6 separate regions of the Mus musculus genome follow, and regions 2, 3, 4, 5 and 6 are each linked to region 1. A link is a contact called in public HiChIP or PLAC-seq and Micro-C data. All regions are on one chromosome and are shown on one strand. Each heading gives the region's core, a stretch centred on a gene start, on an enhancer-like site or on the middle of the called end of the contact. The rest is flanking DNA. Distances are from core to core; before and after follow the strand shown. Region 1 holds the start of Adamts9 (a disintegrin-like and metallopeptidase (reprolysin type) with thrombospondin type 1 motif, 9). Region 2 overlaps Magi1 (membrane associated guanylate kinase, WW and PDZ domain containing 1). Region 3 overlaps Magi1 (membrane associated guanylate kinase, WW and PDZ domain containing 1). Region 4 overlaps Magi1 (membrane associated guanylate kinase, WW and PDZ domain containing 1). Region 5 overlaps Magi1 (membrane associated guanylate kinase, WW and PDZ domain containing 1). Region 6 holds the start of Magi1 (membrane associated guanylate kinase, WW and PDZ domain containing 1).

Region 1 (3,546 bases), core at 623-3,122:
TCTGAATTAAGATTGAGGAGTTCCCTGGTAGAAGATACTTTCAGAAGGGCTAGGCAGGTGAGTAACTGTGTAGAGGTGCTGTTACATCTCCACTGAAGTCAGTTCTTGTGGACTGATTTCCATGCTCAGCTTCTGGCAACTTCCAGGCACAATAATTCAGAGGGAGCTTTAGCACCTAATGAAGAGGAAGATGGCATGCTAGAAGAAACTCACTTTTGTGAGTTATTTGGAAGATTCAAGGTTTAAAGTCCCTTTTTAAAATTCGCTGGTTCTTTTGTTTGCTATTTTATTTTTACATTAAGACAGGGTCTCCTGTATGCTTTAGACTGGTCTAGATTTCTCCAACCTCCTCAATAGCGAGATTTCCGAGATCTCCAGTGCACATCCGCACAGGGATACCGGATGCCCAGCCTCTTCACAGTGGCAGTGGTGCCTAACCAATTGGATTAACAACATCTTTAGGAACTGGCAGACCTGCCAAGTCATTTTTCCGCTATCATCAGAACTGTATACATCATTGTTTCCAGGATGGGTGGCACTCCCAGCACACTGTTGGCTGGTCTCTACTGGCACTTTGATATTCTCAGTTCTGAGTGGCTGGCCAAGCAGCAGAGAACTCCGGTTCTAGGAAACTTGGGCGATTATAACTTTATTAGTCATATCAGTTACTGAAAATGCCCTTTCCTTTCCCTTTGAATTGGCGCATCCTCTCCTCTGAGAGCTAAGGAAGAAAGGTGCTTTTTTTAACTATCCATGATTTAACAATCTTCCCTCTTTACTTCCTCCCCCTTCTCCCTCTGTTCCTTTCTCCTTTTCTAGAGTTCTGACTTCCAAATGTCTATCTTCAACCCGAGGGAGATGATGGATAACTTGAACTATCTGCTTGGAGCCACTTCCCTGCTTGCATCCTCTCTAATTCTGAGAGCAAGCGGAAGTGACTGGAAATCCCTGGAGGTTCGAGTGCCTTCCCCGGGACCTATGGCCTCACAGTCCTTCCCTACTCCCTTCCCCTCAAATGTCGGGCAGAGTTGGGGGCTTCCAAGTCCCCACCCTCTCTAACCGCACAGTAAGCGTCTTAACCTTTTTTTGGGGGGGGGGGGGCTACAGAAACCTGTAGAGCTCTCGCCACAGGGACAGAGGTCCCGGGAAGACCCGGGTTTAAACAGTTGCGAAACTTTCAGAGAACTGCGGATCAGAAACACAACTAGAACTACTGGACTGAAATAGATCCCTGCCTTTAAAACTCTTGACTTGGGGCAATTAAGTAGAGTGGAGCTCAGGTGACAAATCTGGTTCATAGTGATCAAGTGTAGGACTAGGACGGCGCAAGGCTACTTTTTTTTTTTTTTTTCCTCTTGTAAGGAATGCCAAGTTGGGTGATGGAAAGAGACGGGGGCAGAATGAAGAGGACAGGCAGATACGGAGAAGTGGAGATGGCTCAGTAGAAAGCGGAGAAGGAAGAGACCATCAGAGAAAAGGGACATGGGCCCAAAGAGACCTACACCAAGACCTGGCGAGAGAGAGATTCCAAACCGGAGACCAAAGTAGGAAAGGGGAATCGGAGTGGGTGGCTGAGCGCCACCTCAGAGAGAGAGAACTTTCTCTGCTCTCCCTCCTTCTCAGGGAATCTCTGCTAACCCCACCTCGGGGAGGTGACGCGGACGGCCACCGATTGCTCCGGCACTGCCGGCGCCTCTGGCCTCCGCCTCCGGCAGCTGGAGGGGCCTAAAGCGGTGAGTCCTGGCACCCGCGGCCGAGGAGGGGACAGGATCTACAAGGAGGCGGGCCGCCTGCCCCGTTTTCTCCTCCCCTCTCCTCCTCCTGGAGGCGTGCACCTAGGGTATTTGAGCGCCCGCGGGGGCCCCCGCCCCCTGGCCCCCCATTCAAGAAGCGGCTCGGCTAACTCAGCCAGCAAAGGGCGCCCGGCGCGCCTCGGAGCGCACGTTCCGCGCCTTCTCCTGCCCGCAGGCTGGACATTATGCGGCCGAGCCGCCGAGCCCTAGTCCTCCGCCTCCTTCTCCTCCTCCTGCGGCCCGAGCGCCTCAGCTCACGGCAGGCGGCAGCGTTGCTCAGCGGAGCGCAGACGGGACCCTCTCTGCAGGACCTCAGCGACTCCTAAAGTCAAAAAGTTGGCGGCAGGGCGCCGGGGTTCCGCGCGCTCTCCAAGGCTGCTGCCTCGCGTCGCCGCCAGCCACCAAAGCCGGCAGGAGGGAGGGGGTGGGAGAAGCGGGGGGAGGGGTGAGGAGCACCATGCAGTTAGTATCCTGGGCCACACTGCTAACGCTCCTGGTGCCGGACCTGGTTGAGATGAGGAGCCCTGACTCCGCGGCGGCCGTGCGCAAGGACAGGCTGCACCCGAGGCAAGGTAACATGGCTCTGAACCCTGAAGCCCCCCCCCCACGCCCCCACACACTCCATCGCCACCTTCTTGAACACGCTCTGGGGCGGGCACCCCGCAGTAGAGGCCTCTCTCCTTTTCCTAGAAAGAATTACCTCTCCTTTCGGAACCTCTCCCTTCTCTGGGTCATCCTTAGTCAACTATTAGGGAAGGAAGCACTGCAAGAATTTTAGGGCCACCCCCACCCCCAGTCCTTTTTACCTGACTTTTTTTACCCTCCTTATCCCTTGACCCAAACCAGTCCTAATTAATAGCTTGGATCACCAGATAGCACACATTTTATTTTATTTAGGATATTTATCAGAATCTGTAATTATTTTATGTTTTTATATTTGTTCATTGTCTGACTTCAAATGCTGTAGTCTCGGCCCCTCACCTAGTTCTCGGCTGTTACTATTACAGTAGGCGCTCAACAAATATTTATCCAGTGGTGGAGCGTGAAGGAATTGACTCGAAGTGGCTGCGAAATAAATTAGGACAAAGCCCCCCATCTTCTTTTTAAATTAAAGCTTTCGGGGGAAATGACTGATTAGCTCACTTGCCTCTGTTTCTCCCTGCAGTGAAATTATTAGAGAGTCTGAGCGAATATGAGATCGCGTCTCCCATCCGAGTGAACCCCCTCGGGGAACCCTTTCCCACGAACGTGCACTTCAAAAGAAGGCGGCGAAGCATTAACTCTGCCTCTGACCCCTGGCCTGCCTTCGCCTCCTCTTCGTCTTCCTCTACCTCTTCCCAGGAGCACTACCGCCTCTCAGCCTTCGGCCAGCAGTTTCTATTTAATCTCACCGCCCATACCGGATTTATCGCTCCACTGTTCACTGTCACCCTCCTTGGAGAGCCAGGGGTAAACCAGACCAAGCTGTATTCCGAGGAGGAAATGGAACTTAGGCACTGTTTCTACAAAGGCCATGTCAATACCAAGTCCGAGCACACTGCGGTCATCAGCCTGTGCTCCGGAATGGTAAGTGGGCGCGTGCCCCTTCCCTCCTCCCCGCCTCCTCGTCTGCTTTTTTAAGACTTAATTGCACCCTAGTCTGAACCTACCGAGTCTATGCTCTGGCGTTAAATATCAACCCTGGCTTAGTTCTCGGGAATTGGGGGTCCACCAGCATAGTGTGTGCTCTTACACTCGAGAAGAGAAGAGTGTA
Region 2 (3,347 bases), core at 581-3,080, 1.1 Mb before region 1:
CCTTTTTTTTTTTTTTCTTTCCCCTCTTCAAGCTTCTTTTGGCCATATATAGTGTTTATCACAGCAACAGAAAAGGAAATGAGGGCAGGGTGGGATACAACTACAGGCATCTTAAAGCAGCAACAGTGCACTGTGGCAAACTTCTGGCTGGCCTGTGTGAGTGGTGTTAAAGGTGGTGACTGCCCACTTATACCACTTAACAGTGCTGGTAAAAGTGGAACTGTGATTTAGTCAGATTTATAGTTTAGATGTAGAATTTCTTAATGCTGAAATATTTTATCCCATATTGGAGCAAAACTGGATTACCACTTTATTAATTTTTTTATTAGCTAGAGACTCAGGCTATGAAAACAAATGCCCATGTTCCCCTTAATTATTGGGTTGGTTAGCATTACAGGAATCTGTAGTGAATAATTTCTACCCCAGAGCTATTTATCTTCTGGAATTTTCTATCATCCTGTGGATTCTTTTTCATATTTGCTCTTTGGAAGAAATTATTCTAATTTGTAGCTCATTTAGCAAGCTACAAATAATTCATATTAAAAAGGAAGTACAATGAGATATAACAATTCTAATCTTTGAATCTAATTATAAAGAAGTCGTTAAAATTAATGACTTAAGTATAATTAAGGCATAAGTATCCAAGACAAGGCAGTCATAGACCTGCAGAAAGCAAATTACAACGCTGTTGTATTTTTCTTCCGTGTTCATTTTGTTCTCAAGAAGACAGTCTTGTGAAGCAGTTTCAAAGGCAATTGTAACAAATTCCAATGGGCTCTGTAGCCAGTGGAGCTGTGCAAGCCAATGACTATCTTTAAACTGTCACCATGTGAAGACAGATCTGGTGCTAGGACATGCTGAGTTGATCTGTCAGTGACTCTACTCCTTTTGGTCATTCGTTCTTTGAAGATGTCTGCATTTGTTTTGACATGCCGTTCTTCATCATAGTAATTCATGGTCTGTGAGAATGTGGGGTTTTTTCCTTTAAAAAAAAGTTTGGTGTTTTATGGGGGGTAAACGATCCTTGCTGACATTTAAGGTAAACTATTCTGCAGTCAGTACTTTTTGAATATTTTATATATATGTATATATATATGTATGTATATATATATATATCATATTAATTCATTTATTCTTAAAGTAGAATTGCCTGTCAAGTAGTTTCCTCAATTAACTGATGAGGAACCCAGCTCCTGAAAACAAAACAAAACAAAACAAAACACCAAAGCAGATTGCTTTTGGAAACTTAGAGGCTGGTTCTGGGGTCAGAACCTTCGCTCAGCTCTGATAGACCTCAGGCCTCCCTCGCTCCTCATGACCTTGCTGGTCTTCTGAGAGTGCTCACATCCCTCTGTTGATTCCCTTAAGCTCTCATTCTGTGAAGTGCTTTTGGTTGCAGGCTAACTTGGGGATTGTCATCTCTTTGGGGGTTGCACTTAAGATGTCCTGCAGATCAGATATTTATATTGTGATTCAGAACAGCAGCGAGATTACAGTTAACGGAGTAGCAAAGTAAACAGCTTTATGTTGGGGTCACCACACATGAGGAACTGTATTGAAGGGTTGCAGTGTTAGGAAGGTTGAGAAGCACTCCTAGACTGTTTAGTCTTAGGGAACTGGGTCATTACTTCATCAGGTGCCTGGGAAAGTGTCTTGTGCCCTACAGAGTCTCACCGTGCATCTTCCTGCTTGTCTGTAGTCTATTAGCTTCCTGCCTGGAAGATTTTGTCCTTTTTCTCTCTCTTTTTCCTTTCCTCTGCTGGCTTCCTACATACTAGCTTGGGTCTTGGGAAGCTGTTGTCATGGCAGCTGCTGGCTTTCTTCCTAGATCCTGTGTTCCAGGGTGTGGGTGCTTCTTCTCTGTCTAGCATCATTGCCAGGGTCTGCAGTGAACTTGGGTCCTCCCTTGGGATCTTTGCTTACGTCTGCATTGAGTGGCTACTCATGTCCTGTGTCTGACCCTGTGACAGAAGCAAGGAGCTGTGCCGGACAGTTGTACCTGAATTCAGTTAGAAGAGACAGAAACTATTTATCCTATTGCCTCACACATTCAGAACCATGAAGTCACTGTTTTGACCAGGGAACATTGATCTTTACAGTAACAGAAGTGGGCTCAGTATGTTACTAAGTATGTCACATTTTAAAAAATAATATTAGCAGCATTGAATTAAGATCTTACATAGTGTAGAGTCATATAACAGATCTTAATTTCAAACTTATTATAGGCCCTCATGCCTTCAAATAAAGAAGTGTGAAATAATTGGATCACTGAGGAATGAAATGAAATACACAAAGGTTATTTTACATTAGACTTCTTTTCGGGGGTGGGCAGGGACAGATTCTCACGTAGCCCAAATTGGCCTCCAACTATATAGCCAGTAATGTCTGTGAGTTCCTGGTGGTCTCACCTCTACCTGCTTCCCCAGTAGGGAGGACGGGATGGGGGCTGCCTTTACCACTGACTTGCAGTGGCAGCTAAAAGGGCAGCAGTCAGTGAGTGTTAGTATTCTGCAGTGTCTAACTGAGCTTGCCTGATTATAGTAGGAGGGTGGTGAAACCCAGTTTTAATACAGAAGGCAGTCTTCTTTGGGTTGGAATGCACAGAGTTCTTAGAGAACATTTAATGGCCACGGTGGTCCTGTCCTTTGTCCATGTAGGGCTTGAGGACCCATGTACTACAAGATTAAAATACTTTTCCCGTGGGTATATTTTCTTCTACCTCACTTTCCCTGTAGCCTTAATAGATATAGGAACAATGGCCACGTCAGGGACCCACTCGATGGCAATAAATCTGCAAGTTGTGAAGTTCATGGGGTTACGCTCCTGTTATTCTTAAGAACAGGGTGTTGCTGTTACACAAGTTAGCTCCAGATCCCTAGACTCAAGCGGCCTTCTTCTTCCAGCCTCCAAAGTGGCTGAGGTGATATGCACTTGTTGTTGAGCCCTCCCCTAGGGTACATTTTAAGAAATGTACAGAGTGTATACAGGTACTTCTGGCAGGAGGAGTCTTCTCCTCTGCAGTGTCTATGCTCTGTTTGTGTGTGTGTGTGTGTGTGTGTGTGTGTGTGTGTGGAGTGCTATAGCAGGGTGAAGCTCAAGCCCTCCAGCCTATCCTGGGAAACCAGAGCTGTGAGTGCCCTTTGATCTCCAGCCTCACTCCTCGCACCTGCCAACGCTGTGAAAGTTCTGCTGATCGAAGATACTAGACTGTTGCTTATCTGGTTCTGCCCTGGATATTTTCAAACAGAACATGCATCACTGTCATTTGTGGGTGTGGTCTGATTCCTTTTTAATAAAAGCATTGAAACAACAGCCACACGTTTAACATGGAACAGACATTTCTTCCT
Region 3 (3,102 bases), core at 78-2,577, 1.0 Mb before region 1:
TGTAAAAGAAATCTCAGGATAGGAGGTCTGGGAACTACTCCTTGAAGCATGTATTATATATATGCTTTTATATATATGAAGGAAGGTGAGAAAGAAAAATTCAAATGTTCCCAGACCTCTCACCACCCAATCTTTCTTATCTTTCTTACCCAGAAGCACTGTGGGGGTGTCAGGGGTCTCACACCCTTAGTCTGTTTAGTGACTTCCAGGCAGTGTTTTCCCAGAAGGACTATGGGGTGTCAGGGGTCTCACACTCTTAGTCTGTTTACTGACTTCCAGACAGTGTTTTGAGTGATTTAGCCCAGCTCTTCTTAGACAAGTGTCTTTAGTTGCAAGCTGACATCTGGCTGTTGGAATCTTCTGCAATGTCAGCACTGGGTACCCGCTAGGTGCAGCTGCTGCTGCTGCATTCCTGGCCCTGATGGGGGAGTCCACGGCAGTGACTATTTCCTGGGTGATGAGGTAGGTCAGCCTAGACCCATCTCAGAATAACACCTCCACCAGGGCTCAGAGCTGCTGTGCCTTATGTTGTTGGTGATGACAGTTGAGGTTGTTGATACAGGCCTTCTCTCTGCCTGGAGAAAGGCCCTCTTCCACTCTATGTTCTTCTCAAGTAGGTAGACCCAAACTCACACCAGCTGGCCTCCCCTAAGCTGCGCTATGGTTCTGAAGCATATTTTAGTCATTTTTCTTTATCGTTTTCTCTTCAGGTCTGCTCAGAGCTTTTACTCCCATGTGTGATCGTCTACAAGATTTAATTATTTATAGTGTTTTTCAGAAATCACTTTCCATGGTTTTTTTTTTTTCTTTTATGTTTCATGTGACTTGTGTGCAGAACACTGGTTCTCAACCTGTGGGTCACAATCTCTTTTTAGAGGAGTGTCAAAGGACCCTTGCACAGCAGTTGCATATCAAATATCCTACATGTCAGATATTAACATTACAATCCATAACAGTAGCAAAATTATAGTTATAAACTAACTACAAAATAGTTTTATGGTTGGGGCCACCGCAACATAAGTAACTGTGTTAAAGGGTTGGGTTGCAGCGTTAGGAAGATTGAGAACCTCTGGTGTAGAGGAATGACATCTGGGAAATTCTTTATTGCAGTAAAAGTTGTTAGACTTGAGGATGACCCCAAATCCATTCTGTTCTTTTAAGATGCTATTTGTAGTAACTGTGAATATACCTCTGAAAAAACCTCCCCCCACACCACCTTCTTTTATTGAGCCAGGGTGTCAATGGTATATCCCTGGCTGTCTTGGAACTCTCTCTGTAGACTAGGCTGGCCCGGAACTCAGACATCCTCCTGCTTCTGTCTCAGGAATGTACTACCACGCCTAGCTTCTTTTGTCTTTTGTCTCATTTTAGCCAAAGCTGATCCTGAACTTGGTATGTGGTAGGAATGACCTTGAACTTCCAATCCTCCTGTTTTTGGAGTAGGGGCAGAATGCAGTTTTGGGGAGTGACCCCAAGAGCTTCCCGGGTGCTCCAAAGGCAGTTAGTATCTGATTATCCATACCTGAGTTCACCTCCAATTTGGTTATCTTTTAATGTCTTTTGTACATTGCTAGCATATTAATACTTGGTGAACATATGTGTACAAATGAGAAGTTTGAACGAGGTGATAAGTTTGCTGAGAGTGACAGGTTGCCAATGGTAACCACACAAATCCCTGGCTCTCCTCTTAGTACAGAAAAACATCTTCAGCAGGTGGACTAATGGCTAGAAATTTGGGTGTGATTACCTCTTTAATGAACATATGGAAACTGTTGGGAGTTTTTTTTTTTTCCTTTTTTTAATGTTTTGGATGAAATTATTTCTGCAAGGTTCAGGTCAGTTTCCAAGCATACACAGTGCATCATATAAAGCAGCTTGTGGAGCTTGTATGTCAGAACAGGGTGATACAAAAGCTAAATGGAGGCAGGTCAGGCCTCTGGGAGCTTTGTTGTTTCTGATGCACAGTGATTGATAAGCTTGGGTTGTAAGTGAAGAACTTCTAAAACATTTAGATTTCTGGACAGATCTGCTGAGAACAACAAGGTGCTGAGGTCAGAAGTGCATATTTATTAAAGGAAGGTGTAGGTATAGTCAATTCTTGTTATCTGTGATAGCTATGTTATGCAAAGTTACCATGAACACCTAAGCCACTTCTAATGGAAATACGTAAGTAGGTTGTTGTGGATCTCTGGTAACAGTTTTTGTTTGCTACTTCATCACAATCTTAAGGTTTTTGTGTTTGTATTTAAAGGCGCTTTATTTAAACATACCTACAGTCTTAGTGTTCTGCCTTTGAGAAAAGACACTGTTACCATGGCATTTAATTGAGGCTAGCTTACAATTTGGAGATTTACTTCATTATCATCATAGTTGGAAGGATGGCAGCAGCACTTAGGCTGACTTAGAGCTGGAGAAGTAGCTGAGAGCACTACATTTGGATCCACAGGCAAAAGGAAGAAAGGAACATTGGGTCTGGCTCGGGCATCTCAAACCTCTAAGCCCACCCCCAATGACATACTTCCTTTAGCAAGACCACTCTCTGTAATGCTTTCAAATATAGTCACTTGCTGGTAACCCAGCATTCAAATATGTGGGTCTGAGGAAACCATTCTTATTCAAACCACCACACTCCATTACCATCCCTGAGGCTTGAAGCTGTATCATAATGCAAAAAATGTATTCAGTCCAACTTCAGAAGTCCAAATAGACTTTAATAGTCTCAACATTGTTTAGAAGTTCAGTCTCTGATACTTCTGGAGATCTCTTACCTGTAAAAATCAAAATTAAAAAGCAGATACTTCACCTACTTCCAACATACAGTGGCATACAATATGAATTACCTCCCAAAGGGAGGAAAGCAAGCATAGTGAGAAAATACGGGACCAAACCAGGAAAGAAAGCCAGCAGGGCAACCTAAAAATTCTCATCTCCATACCTACCTACATGCACACACAATCTCAGAATACATCACAGAGCTGGTCTAGAACTCGAAAGAGCTCTCGTTCTGCCTTCATCTGTTTGTGCTAGGATTATAATAGACATGTGAGCAGTTAGTTATCCATGACTTTATACATTTTGTTTGTTTGCTACAGAGATCCACCT
Region 4 (3,349 bases), core at 342-2,841, 1.1 Mb before region 1:
TGTTGTAAGTTAGGGTATCTATTGCTGTGATAAAACAACATGATGAAAGCATCTTGGGGAGGAAAGGGTTTATTTCATCTTACAGGTTGCACTCCATCACTTAGGAAAGGCAAGACAGGAACTGAAGCAAAGGCCATGAAGGAGTACTGCTTACTGGATTGCTTTCTCAAGGTCTGCTCAGCCTGCTTTCTTACAGCATTCAGGACCTCAAGTCCAGAGATGGTATTAGCCACAGTGAGCCGAGTCCTCCCACATCAATTATTAATCAAGAAAAGACACTGCTGGTCAATCTTGTGGGAACATTTTCTCAATTGAGATTCCCTCTTCTAAAATGACTCTAGCTTATGTCAAGTTGACTGAAACGAGCCAAACACCCTGCCCACTCTCCTTCTGACACTTTAGACATGTAGAGAAATAAAAGTAAGGCTCAAGTGTATAGATTTTTTTCTTTTTGATCAATAGGCACATGCGCTCTAATATCCTGTTAGAACTTCTCTTGAGATACTGTTTAGCCCCAGGCCTATCTATCAGCCCTGTGTAATTAAGAGACTTGAGGTTTGAGTCACATGAGGGAGCTAACTTTTTTTTTTTTTTTTTTTGTGCTCATGCAAAGATTGTGCTTTGCCATACTCGTATAGTCTTCTCAATAAGACACATTAATATTTCATCACCTAAGGTGATTGGGAACTGTCCAATACATCTTACAAGATATTCAGGGGGACAGAGGGTATGGCTCAGTTGGTAAATGGTATGGAGATTGGTACCTGTGTGAGAAGAGCCTGGGAGGAAAAAGGTAGGTGGATTCCCTAAGACTTGCTGGCCAGTCAACCTAGCTGAGTCAGTGAGCTCCAGATCAGGAGAGACTGAGTCTCAAAAATGAGGTTGGTGGTATCTGGGGGAAATAACACATCTAGCCTCCATGCATGTATGCTTGCATGGTGCACATACCTACATACACATTCAAATATATACCACAGACACACATGTAGTAGCACATCAAAAATATTACATTTAAATTATATTTTAAAAACCACTTCTATTTCCTTAAAAAGAATATCCTAGGAGGTTTGTAGCTGGTCAGGATAAGCCCAGGGAAATCCCATGAAAATGAAGAAACTGTAGCATCAGAGATTGTTTGCCCTGATTTATATTTTACACAGCTGCTTTTTATAAGAATCAGGATGAGGTGCACTGGACATAAAGTATTTTAAAGTCAACAGCTTAAAGTGCATATATGCAACTTTTCACGACCAAATATGTGTTATGAATAATGTTCCTCTTAGGAATTTATAAGACAGTATCTATTTAATTAGAATTTCAGTGAATTTCAAAAGCCGATGTAGCTGGTCTTATGTGCTACTGAATACCAGCCACTTTATGAGGGTTTCTAGGGTAGAGAAGGTTTTCAGTTGAGCTTATACTCTCTAACAGTATTAAATGACTTAAAATAACACTTTATTATCCAAATGTAAGCTTAGAAATCATTTTTTTTTCCTTACTACAAATAGGCCTCAATAAGAATGTAGCTTGCCATAAGACCAGGAGAATGAGGGACTTAAGGAAATGGCCCGAGAGTCCCTGCATCACTGTGCTCCACACACAGTATTTGTGTAAAAGTAATATGAGATGCATTGTGACTTACCCTTAACCTCAGTAAAGGTCTCTGAAACTCCAGCCAGCCAGAGCCACTTTTAATTGATTGGGGATTTGGGGAAGGCACTGAGGAGTTTGCACAGCTGGAGAAAGCTGTGTTTGAGGCTACAAGGAAAGCAGGGATTATTAGGAACGGTAGGGTGACTATGAGACCCTCGGCTCCCTGTGCACAGCCAAGACTAGATGGAAGGAGATGGGGTCCAAAGGGCAGGGCGCTTAGTTACCTCCTCCCATAGGTGCATTTCTACAGAGTTGGCTGTGTGCCCACCGGTCTTCTTGTGGCCATGCACTTGAATGTACAAATATTCTCAGGCACTGGTTTAAATGATTGTTGCCAACAAAAATGTAAATGATCTGTTAACAATTACAGTCCCAAATTTTAGACCATAGGGACCCAAGTGAGTCATTTGTTACTCGTGCAAGGTAGATGAAAAGGAAAAAATCAGTACACAGTGTGTTTTGGCAGAGATAATCAACAGCAGGTAAAAGGTAAAGTTGTTGAGTCAGGAGAAAGAGGCGAGTAATAAGGTGTAGAAATCGGAAGGAGTGGGCAGCAGTGGGCCGTGTAGAACAGCCAGTCTGACTTGAGTGTCCTGCTGTGGAGGCTGCATGGTCTTTCCTTGACGTGTCAGCCAAGTTCATGTCTAGGGTGACAGCTCATTTTGTAGCAACTGTGTATAAGAAAATTATCGTTCAAGAGTGGCAAGGGATGGCAAATTAGGTGCCTCCTAAGGGCATCAGAGTTTGTTTAGGAGTGGACACAGCTTGGCTGCCTGTATTGGTAAAGACTAAAAGAAGAAATACCTTAGAGCAGACGTACAGAATGCTGCACATCAAATGGTTCTCCCCATGACTATTACATAAAGAGAGCAGTGGACTTGGAGACCGTACTTTTCTGCCTCTGTGCATCCCTTATATCAGGAGTCACTTCTGTAACTGTAACCGTTTTAAAGAAAAGCAAGGGCTAGGAGATGGCTCAGATGATAAAGGGAAGTTCCTACTTGTGTGCAAACTTAATGACCTGTTCAGTCCCTGGAACCCACGTGGTAGAAAAAAGGAGCTGATTCCTATAGGTTGTCCTCTGATTTATATATGGATGTGTCATGTAAAAAATAAAAATAATAAAGACGATGTAAGGAATAAGAGCTCCTTAAATTGAACAATTCTCAAACAAAACAAAACAAAACATACCTAAACCACAACAAACAACCACCAAATTGAAGGTAGTTTATTTTCTGAAAGTGTCTTAAAAATCTCAAACTAAAAAGAAAAAGAAAAAAAAAATCTCAAGTTCAAGTTAGCCGTCCCCAGGGCCAGTGGAGGATTTGGTCACATTTTATTGGCATTGCCGACCTAGAGCTCATTTTCCTGTGGTTCCATTTTTCTTCAGCAACTTAGTACAGTTGGACTCTCCCATCCTGTGTCCTCTGGGAGCCTCCATCATTGAAGGGAGAGAGGTTGAACATTGGAAACATTTTTATATTCTCTGGCACTATCTAAACCCGAAATTAACCTGCCATTTACTCTCTGTGTGTCTGAGGCAAGTTTGAGATGCCTGAGTAGTTGCATCCAAGAAGCAACTCGATCCATGGAAGAAGCTCTGTAGCTCTGGAAAAAGGTCCGGGAAAGACTCATTGCCACAGAGATAGTAATTGAGCCTGCGCACTTGGATAGAACTGCCTGGAGGCAATCATGC
Region 5 (3,355 bases), core at 487-2,986, 1.0 Mb before region 1:
AGGTTGAGAACCACTGCTCTAGTCTCTGAGGGCACCTCAACATACTTACATGAACAATTAAAAATAACAAAAGTAAATCTTTAAAAAAGAATTAGGGCCGTTATATTGAACATTCCAGGGACATTTCTCAGATACTAACCACAATATGTGATACTATGTCAATGCTTGTGGAAGCAGGTGATATATCCTTCTGGCTTCCCCACCCCCATTAAGTGGGCTGTGTGTGTGTGTGTGTGTGTGTGTGTGTGTGTGTGTGTGTGTGTAATACCAGGGAGTAGGGGAGAGGAAGGAGGGAAGGATAGAGGGTGATTTAGATTAGATTGTAAGGAGTTTGGAGGTTGGCATAGTCCCAGAACTGAAGTGGAGAAGCTGGAGGCCCAGAAGAGCTGGTGGTAATTCCCACTAGAAAGCTGACAGCCCTGATGCTCAAGGGAAGCCCGTGTTTTAGCTCTAGTCCAAAGAAAGGAAGAAGCGACTCTTCATTCAGGGCTGTCAGGTGGAAGAAAATCCCTGTTATTTTTAACATGGCAAGATTTTGATACCCTCAGGTCTTCACCAACTAGATCAGGTGTGTGCACACTGATGGAGGCAGTCTGATTTACTCAGTCTATTGATTTTTGTTAAACTCATTGCATTTGACCAAGAACCTGGCTATTCCGAAGCCCAGTAGAGATGTCACGTGAATTAGCACTTACAATGATTCTTTAAACTGGATTGTGTACAGATATTGGTTTTACATCCAGGTCTTCGAATTTGTTTTTGTTAAATTATTTTCTGATTTAACATATAAAACAGTAAACAGTTAAGAAAAAATAACTGTAAATCTTAAACTTCGTTAATATTGACATGCTTTCACTTGGGTAAAGATTCCACTAAGTTTGGAGTGTGGTTTAGTAGTATAATGCTTGCTTAGCATGCACCAGACATGAGGTTCAATCCCTGGCTCCCTAAATAATAAAATAGAATTTTGAAAAACCCATATCACTAAGAAAAAACAGGCAGCCACAGATTGACAGAAATTTACAAAATCCCCTTTTGTGCATGACTTGAAATACAGTGTATGGGGAACAGTTTTGCTAAGATAACCTAATAAAAACAGGCAAGCAATCTGAAGAGAAACTTCACAACTGGAAAGATACTTTCATTAGCACATAACAAGATGGGCTAAGGGTTAGGCTTTTGAGGGAATGCAAATTAAAACAATGACTAAACAATATAATGTACACATAAAGGAAGGAGAATAAGTGGGGGAAGTTGAAAATGAAGGCTGCATGCCCTGATGTTTGGGACTGGAAGAGAGGGGAGTCTGTCTCCTGTGCTTTGTTTCCTTCCAGAGCTGAAAGCATGCCTTCTCTTGGCTTGCACACCTACCATCAGCCATGTCGTGTGGAAGTATGGGAGTGTGGAAGGAACCTGATGTCTGCATCAGATTTAGTTCACATTCTGGTCACATAGAAGGCTGGCTTCTTTAATTCCTTTTGCTTTATACATACGTGACAGTCATGAAACTAAAAACAAAACAAAACAAAAAAAAAAACCAACAAAAAAACAGATTCCCACAAGAGTTGTTGACTGTGGACACAATTCGTTTGGTAAAGTGGTTGCAAAAGGCCCCAAGTTCAGTTTATAGAAGTGACAAGTTTTTTCCTTTAAAAGAAGATAGGCACAGTGACATCACTTATAATCCCAGCACTGGGGAGGCAAAGACAGGCACTTATTGATTTTTTTGTTTGTTTGCTGGCTTGCTGGTCAGTCCTTTCGTCAAGAACAAATGGCTATTGAGAGCACTGTTATTGTGCAGCCAGAGGGGAAGCAGGCTGGCAGATGTGCCAATGACTCCCAATATATTACCTCTTCTTGTTGAGGTTGGCATATGGCCAGTGAGTGTCCTAATTACCCAGTGGCTTTTATAGCCCATTATTTGTACTCACTCTTGAATAGTAGCTGGGAGCTGACAGTGAATCAGCATGGAAATGGTGGAGTGTAAGAATGGCAATCGTTGAGAGCATTTTGGAGATGCGCAACCTCGGAAATGTTTGCCTCATTTGTTCAAAGTGGGAGCTATAGGCTGTCCAGAGAGATAAGTCTTAGTGAATTAAGATTTTTTACCTAATAGGCTTATTATGAAACTTGGATATCACAGTATGTGCCTCAACAAGCCATACTTCTCAGTAACCCACTTAAAAGAGACAAATAATGAAAAGCAGAGGAAATGATGTTTTCAGTGTGGCCAAGAAAGGACAAAGAGATCCCAGGACCAGACTCCCACCCCCACCCCAGCTCATCTTGGAGGTCCTGACACTCAGGAGGAGGCTTAAACAGAAGTCAGAGGTATATACAACCAAGCTAAGGTGGTGTGGTCCCTGTACAAAGCTGTCTGCTTCCCAGTCTCTTGAAGTTCCTCTTTTCTCAGTTAGTTTCTTCTCAGGCTGCAGGTCTTCAGCCATTTCTTTCTGCTTGAGACTCCTGGTAAAGTTTTGTTTTCTAGGGACCCATTCTTTTACTAATCTGATAGTACATTTCCAATGCTATACCAAAAGTCCCCCATACCGCCCCCCCCACTCCCCTACCCACCCACTCCCCGTTTTTGGCCCTGGCGTTCCCCTGTACTGGGGCATATAAAGTTTGCAAGTCCAATGGGCCTCTCTTTGCAGTGATGGCCGACTAGGCCATCTTTTGATACATATGCAGCTAGAGACAAGAGCTCCGGAGTACTGCTTAGTTCATATTGTTGTTCCACCTATAGAGTTGCAGTTCCCTTTAGTTCCTTGGGTGCTTTCTCTAGTTCCTCCATTGGGGGCCCTGTGGTCCAGAACCATGCATATGCACATATTAGGTGTTTCTTTCCACCGCTTTTCTTCACACTGTTACATTTTTTTTTTTTTGTTTCTAACTTTGAACTATACCTAAAGCCAAGATTCTATGCAAAGAATAAATGTGTACAGGTTCCTTCTTGAGTGGGAAACTTCCTCACTTTTTTTTTTCCTCTCAGGCTCATCTAGTGATGTATACAGATAGCAGTAGTCTGCTGTACTGTCTGTCTGTGATTTGCCAGGGTCAGTCAGAGTGCCTGGAACTCTGGCCCCAGCCAACTGTTGCACGAATGATATCAGAATATGGTTTTCAACCCAGATTCTCTCTCCACTCAGAGAATAAATTGGGGTGAGGCTGGGAGGGCAGGAGAACAGCTGTCTTAATTATTCTGGATGTTCAAGCCTGGGAATGCCAGTGGGATCTCAGTCACATTTGCATAGAAACCTTTGAAAGGTCCTTCTTGTCCCCAGGGGTGGGGGTGGGACTGTTTCCCTGGAAGGAACCTTACCTACAAATCCAGGCAAGTGCCTGTGGAAGGTAA
Region 6 (3,356 bases), core at 586-3,085, 1.3 Mb before region 1:
ATAGACCCTTTTTGACTAAGTCGGTTTTGGTTAGTGTTTTATTATAGCAACAAAAAGCAAATTAAAACATCCTAGAGATGCTGATGGCTAGATCTCTGTTAGGGTTTGGCAGTTAGGTTTGAAGGGACTGCTCATTTGACCTCAGTAAAACCAAAACCAACAAAACCAAAAAGCAGCCCCCCTCCCCCAACACCACTATCACCACTTGGGGGAAAACACAACCAACCAATCCCCCAAAAACAAAACCAAAAAAAAAAAAAACAACAACAAAACACCAGAGACATGAAATTCCTTTCACCTTTTCAAATAATCAGGAGCAAGACGGTTTTTTGTGTGTAGCCAGTCTTAGGGAGCCCAGGCCATCCTCTCCTAGACTTTGCCTTGAATTCTTGGTCCCCATGCCTCAGCCTCACAAGTACCAGGATTACAGATGTAAAACGCCAGGCCCTCATTCTTATTAACTTAGAATAGCTCTCTAGAAACAGGGCTTGAAGAGCTTAAATGTATGCTTATGTTCTAGAGAGGGGATTACAACCCCAACCACTAAGGACTCTGACACCCCCCCCCCCCCCAGTTATCAGACTGTGAAATTTTATATGCCACCATAAATTATTTACTTTGCAAGTTTCCAGTGCCTATGTATTATTTCTAACAACTCTGTGTGTGAGGTGGGGTGGGGTGGGGGTGGGGGTGGAGGAGGGGGTGGGGGTGGGGGTGGGAGTGATTGTATTCCTCCAGCCTTGGCAAGTGGAAGGTCTTCACTTAATGTTGTACTTAAGATGCCTGCGGAATCTGAACTTCAGACCTATCCTCTCGACCCACCTCAGTGACATCCTCATCTCTCTGAGTGGCTCCAACTCAGCTCCTTTTATCTAGTAGATTCTCAAGTCCGTGACCAAAGAGGAACTCATTGGAAACCACTGAAAAATAAACAAAACCGCTAGGGCCACCACTGCACTGGCTTCTTGGCGGTGGGGGCTGTTCTTTCTGTCCCGGCCTCACCAGTGCCCCGATTACTGGACCCCGCCTCTGGGCGGCGAATTCCGAGGTGGCCGGCTCGCCCACGCTTGTGCAGGACCCGCACCCTGCGGTGATCTTTACTCCCCAAAGCAGTGCTTAGGTTTCTCGGCTCTCCTAGAAGCCAAAGGGGGCTGGCCACCGCCGCCCCCTTTGCTGGAAGGACAATGAGAGGCCAGCGAGAAGTCTTAGGTAAAAAGGCCACGCTAGCTTTGGCTTTTCTCGCTCGCTGGCAGTTTTTTCCTTGTCCTAAAAAGTTGGCCCCAAAGTTTAACGATGGGAGCGTATGTGTAGGTGCGTTTGGTGGGCGCGGACAGGGATGCAGAGGGTGTGTGGGTCTTGTTGATTCGGGTCCTCAGGGTCACAGAGACAAGAGCCAGGCTCCGCATGTGGACTTGAACCCCTGGGCGGGGAGCAGGCGCGGAAATGTGGCGGAAGGCGCGTGAGCGATGGCGTGGCCAGGCACTAGCGGAGGACGAGGAGGGACCCGGGTAGGCAGCAAGAGTGTGAGCCCCGCGCTGAATTGGTCTCCCAGCCCCCACCTGTTTGAAACGATTTGCAAACACCAAAGCCAAATTCTCTGTGTTCCAAAAGTTCGAGAGCTGGAGTCGGGCAAGCACACGTGTTCCCCCAAAAGGCTCTGGCTGAGCCGACCACACTGCAAGAGGAGGAATTCTAGGGGTGCAGGGAGAGGAGCAAGTTGGCGTCAATGAAGGGTCGGCCCTAGGACCCCGCGGGAGGCGCGTTGGAATCTCTCCCTTCCAGGAGGAGGGGTGGGGCGGGCCTGCCCGCGGGCGGCCGCCGGGCGCATGCGCGCGCGTCTCCTCTCCAGCCGGCCGCTGCGCTCCGCCGCGCGGAGTAGAATGAACTGTAACAAAACAAGCCGAGCCTTTGTATCTGCTTAAAGGGGCCGCGGCCACTTCCCTCGCGTCCCCTCACCCCCGCCCCGCGCCGTCGCGTCTCCAGGGCTCCCGGCAACTAGCTTGGAAAGGGCTTCCCTCGCGCTGAGGAGCGGCCGGCCGGCGCGGAGCAGGCGCGGCGTGTGTGGAGAGAGCCGCGGAGCGGAGAGCGGGCCCGGGCGGCGCCGGAGTGGACTCTGGTCCCGGGAGCGCGGTCGGCGCCGGAACGCGGACCCGGAGGCACCGGAATGCAAACAAAGCTCGCGGGCGCCCGTGCAGGGCTCTTCACGGAGCCCGGAAAGTTTGTTTTATGATGGCTTGAGAGCGCGAGAGAGTCGGGCGAGGAGGCTCGAGTAGCTCGCTCCCGCGCTCCGAGAGATGCTTCTCCCGTGAGCCCGCCGCTCCGGGGGCTCGTGCTGTGGGGGCACCTGTCTCTCGTTTTAGCAGTTTTCTTTTCTTTTTCTTTTTTTCTTTAATTTGAATTTTGTTTTCGAGGAGGGGCTGTAACTCATCATGTCGAAAGTGATCCAGAAGAAGAACCACTGGACTGGCCGCGTTCACGAGTGCACCGTGAAGCGGGGACCCCAGGGCGAGCTGGGGGTGACGGTCCTGGGGGGCGCGGAGCATGGGGAGTTTCCGTACGTGGGGGCGGTGGCGGCGGCCGAGGCGGCGGGGCTTCCCGGCGGTGGCGAGGGGCCGAAGCTGGCCGAAGGTGAGCTGCTGCTGGAGGTGCAGGGGGTCCGGGTGTCCGGCTTGCCCCGCTATGACGTGCTGGGAGTCATCGACAGCTGCAAGGAGGCCGTCACCTTCAAAGCCGTCAGACAAGGTAAGACGGGGCGTGCCTTTGGGGGGCGCACCCCGAAAAAGAGGGGAGGCCTGAGGGGGCGCCGTTTGCTCCGAGTGCTGTGAGCCAAAGTTGAGGCCCGGACCAGATGCACTCAAAGTTGTGAGGTTGTGGGCTGTGCGCCCACCTGCGTGGCGGGCTGGGGCCGGGGTTGCGCCGGGAAGCGGGGAGATGCTTCCCAGGTCTGGTTTGCCAACTTCTAGGTCGTAGCCACCTAGTGCTGCGCAGCCTCGCCTTCACCTTAAGGCAGATGGGGAACTGAGGGAGGCTAAGGTGGACGCTTCCCCCAGCCCCTTACGGGATGGATGAGCTCACGGAGCTGGTGGCTTGCCACTGCCTGTTTCCCTGAACTGGAGAGTGGGTCGTGGAAGGAGAGGGTCTATTTATGGTTGATTGGAATTCTTCCATCACAGAATTTGCCTTCATCCTGCAACCCCTCCAGGTGGGGCTGGGTTATAACCCACTGGAGTCCTTAATCCAGCCTCCTGCAGAGCCCGCAATCACCCCACAGCGGGGTGACGTCTGTGTCTCCTCCTTGTGGAGACCTACGGTGGGGGAAGGGGTGATTAGCGCTTGGCGCGAATCTAGTCCAAGTT

Evidence for each region. A called contact is a pair of places that touch in the nucleus more often than the background predicts. HiChIP or PLAC-seq counts read pairs in DNA pulled down with a chosen protein or histone mark.
Region 2: an H3K4me3 HiChIP or PLAC-seq map of forebrain shows a contact between it and region 1, with 6 times the contacts expected there. The contact joins the enhancer-like site here to the promoter of Adamts9 in region 1. A contact is called at or near these places in 7 of 39 promoter capture datasets (the 3T3-L1 cell line, embryonic stem cells, frontonasal cranial neural crest and 3 more), 8 of 115 datasets of contacts at active chromatin or transcription factors (astrocytes, embryonic forebrain, embryonic hindbrain and 3 more) and 1 of 9 other capture datasets (embryonic stem cells).
Region 3: a Micro-C map of embryonic stem cells shows a contact between it and region 1, with 3 times the contacts expected there. The contact joins the enhancer-like site here to the promoter of Adamts9 in region 1. A contact is called at or near these places in 8 of 39 promoter capture datasets (the 3T3-L1 cell line, 3T3-L1-derived adipocytes, the C10 cell line and 4 more), 2 of 484 Hi-C or Micro-C datasets (both in embryonic stem cells), 8 of 115 datasets of contacts at active chromatin or transcription factors (astrocytes, cardiomyocytes, embryonic forebrain and 3 more) and 1 of 9 other capture datasets (embryonic stem cells).
Region 4: a contact with region 1 is called in an H3K4me3 HiChIP or PLAC-seq map of embryonic limb bud, with 4 times the contacts expected there. The contact joins the enhancer-like site here to the promoter of Adamts9 in region 1. A contact is called at or near these places in 7 of 39 promoter capture datasets (the 3T3-L1 cell line, the C10 cell line, embryonic stem cells and 2 more), 6 of 115 datasets of contacts at active chromatin or transcription factors (astrocytes, embryonic forebrain, embryonic hindbrain and 2 more) and 1 of 9 other capture datasets (embryonic stem cells).
Region 5: an H3K4me3 HiChIP or PLAC-seq map of stem cell-derived neural progenitor cells shows a contact between it and region 1, with 4 times the contacts expected there. The contact joins the enhancer-like site here to the promoter of Adamts9 in region 1. A contact is called at or near these places in 3 of 39 promoter capture datasets (embryonic stem cells, frontonasal cranial neural crest and hippocampal neurons), 2 of 115 datasets of contacts at active chromatin or transcription factors (embryonic stem cells and stem cell-derived neural progenitor cells) and 1 of 9 other capture datasets (embryonic stem cells).
Region 6: a Micro-C map of embryonic stem cells shows a contact between it and region 1, with 5 times the contacts expected there. The contact joins the promoter of Magi1 here to the promoter of Adamts9 in region 1. A contact is called at or near these places in 4 of 39 promoter capture datasets (the 3T3-L1 cell line, frontonasal cranial neural crest, hippocampal neurons and 1 more), 4 of 484 Hi-C or Micro-C datasets (all in embryonic stem cells) and 3 of 115 datasets of contacts at active chromatin or transcription factors (astrocytes and embryonic stem cells).

Annotation. Positions count from the first base shown.
Region 1 is chr6:92,941,860-92,945,405 of GRCm38.p6, reverse strand. Adamts9 (a disintegrin-like and metallopeptidase (reprolysin type) with thrombospondin type 1 motif, 9) reads left to right here and starts at 1,872. Exons shown (of 40, transcript NM_175314.4): 1 at 1,872-2,365; 2 at 2,959-3,359. The coding sequence starts at 2,251. The region is part of intron 1 of 9530026P05Rik (RIKEN cDNA 9530026P05 gene); the gene reads right to left.
Region 2 is chr6:94,069,379-94,072,725 of GRCm38.p6, reverse strand. The region is part of intron 1 of Magi1 (membrane associated guanylate kinase, WW and PDZ domain containing 1); the gene reads left to right. Among named protein-coding and RNA genes, the nearest start is that of Gm52867, 160 kb to the left of the region's middle. Within about 2 kb of position 1,830, at least 24 of the 459 cell types and tissues checked have an H3K27ac peak or open chromatin away from gene starts, as enhancers often do. A contact at or near this core is called in forebrain, where this site is marked.
Region 3 is chr6:93,977,711-93,980,812 of GRCm38.p6, reverse strand. All of the region lies in intron 1 of Magi1 (membrane associated guanylate kinase, WW and PDZ domain containing 1), which reads left to right. Among named protein-coding and RNA genes, the nearest start is that of Gm22840, 89 kb to the right of the region's middle. Within about 2 kb of position 1,327, at least 7 of the 459 cell types and tissues checked have an H3K27ac peak or open chromatin away from gene starts, as enhancers often do. A contact at or near this core is called in embryonic stem cells, where this site is marked.
Region 4 is chr6:94,010,558-94,013,906 of GRCm38.p6, reverse strand. All of the region lies in intron 1 of Magi1 (membrane associated guanylate kinase, WW and PDZ domain containing 1), which reads left to right. Among named protein-coding and RNA genes, the nearest start is that of Gm22840, 120 kb to the right of the region's middle. Within about 2 kb of position 1,591, at least 8 of the 459 cell types and tissues checked have an H3K27ac peak or open chromatin away from gene starts, as enhancers often do. A contact at or near this core is called in embryonic limb bud, where this site is marked.
Region 5 is chr6:93,955,837-93,959,191 of GRCm38.p6, reverse strand. All of the region lies in intron 1 of Magi1 (membrane associated guanylate kinase, WW and PDZ domain containing 1), which reads left to right. Among named protein-coding and RNA genes, the nearest start is that of Gm22840, 67 kb to the right of the region's middle. Within about 2 kb of position 1,736, at least 38 of the 459 cell types and tissues checked have an H3K27ac peak or open chromatin away from gene starts, as enhancers often do. A contact at or near this core is called in stem cell-derived neural progenitor cells, where this site is marked.
Region 6 is chr6:94,282,396-94,285,751 of GRCm38.p6, reverse strand. It overlaps Magi1 (membrane associated guanylate kinase, WW and PDZ domain containing 1), which reads left to right and starts at 1,835. Exons shown (of 24, transcript NM_001029850.4): 1 at 1,835-2,742. The coding sequence starts at 2,430. It overlaps Gm31661 (a long non-coding RNA gene), which reads right to left and starts at 1,831. Exons shown (of 5, transcript XR_377886.4): 1 at 823-1,831.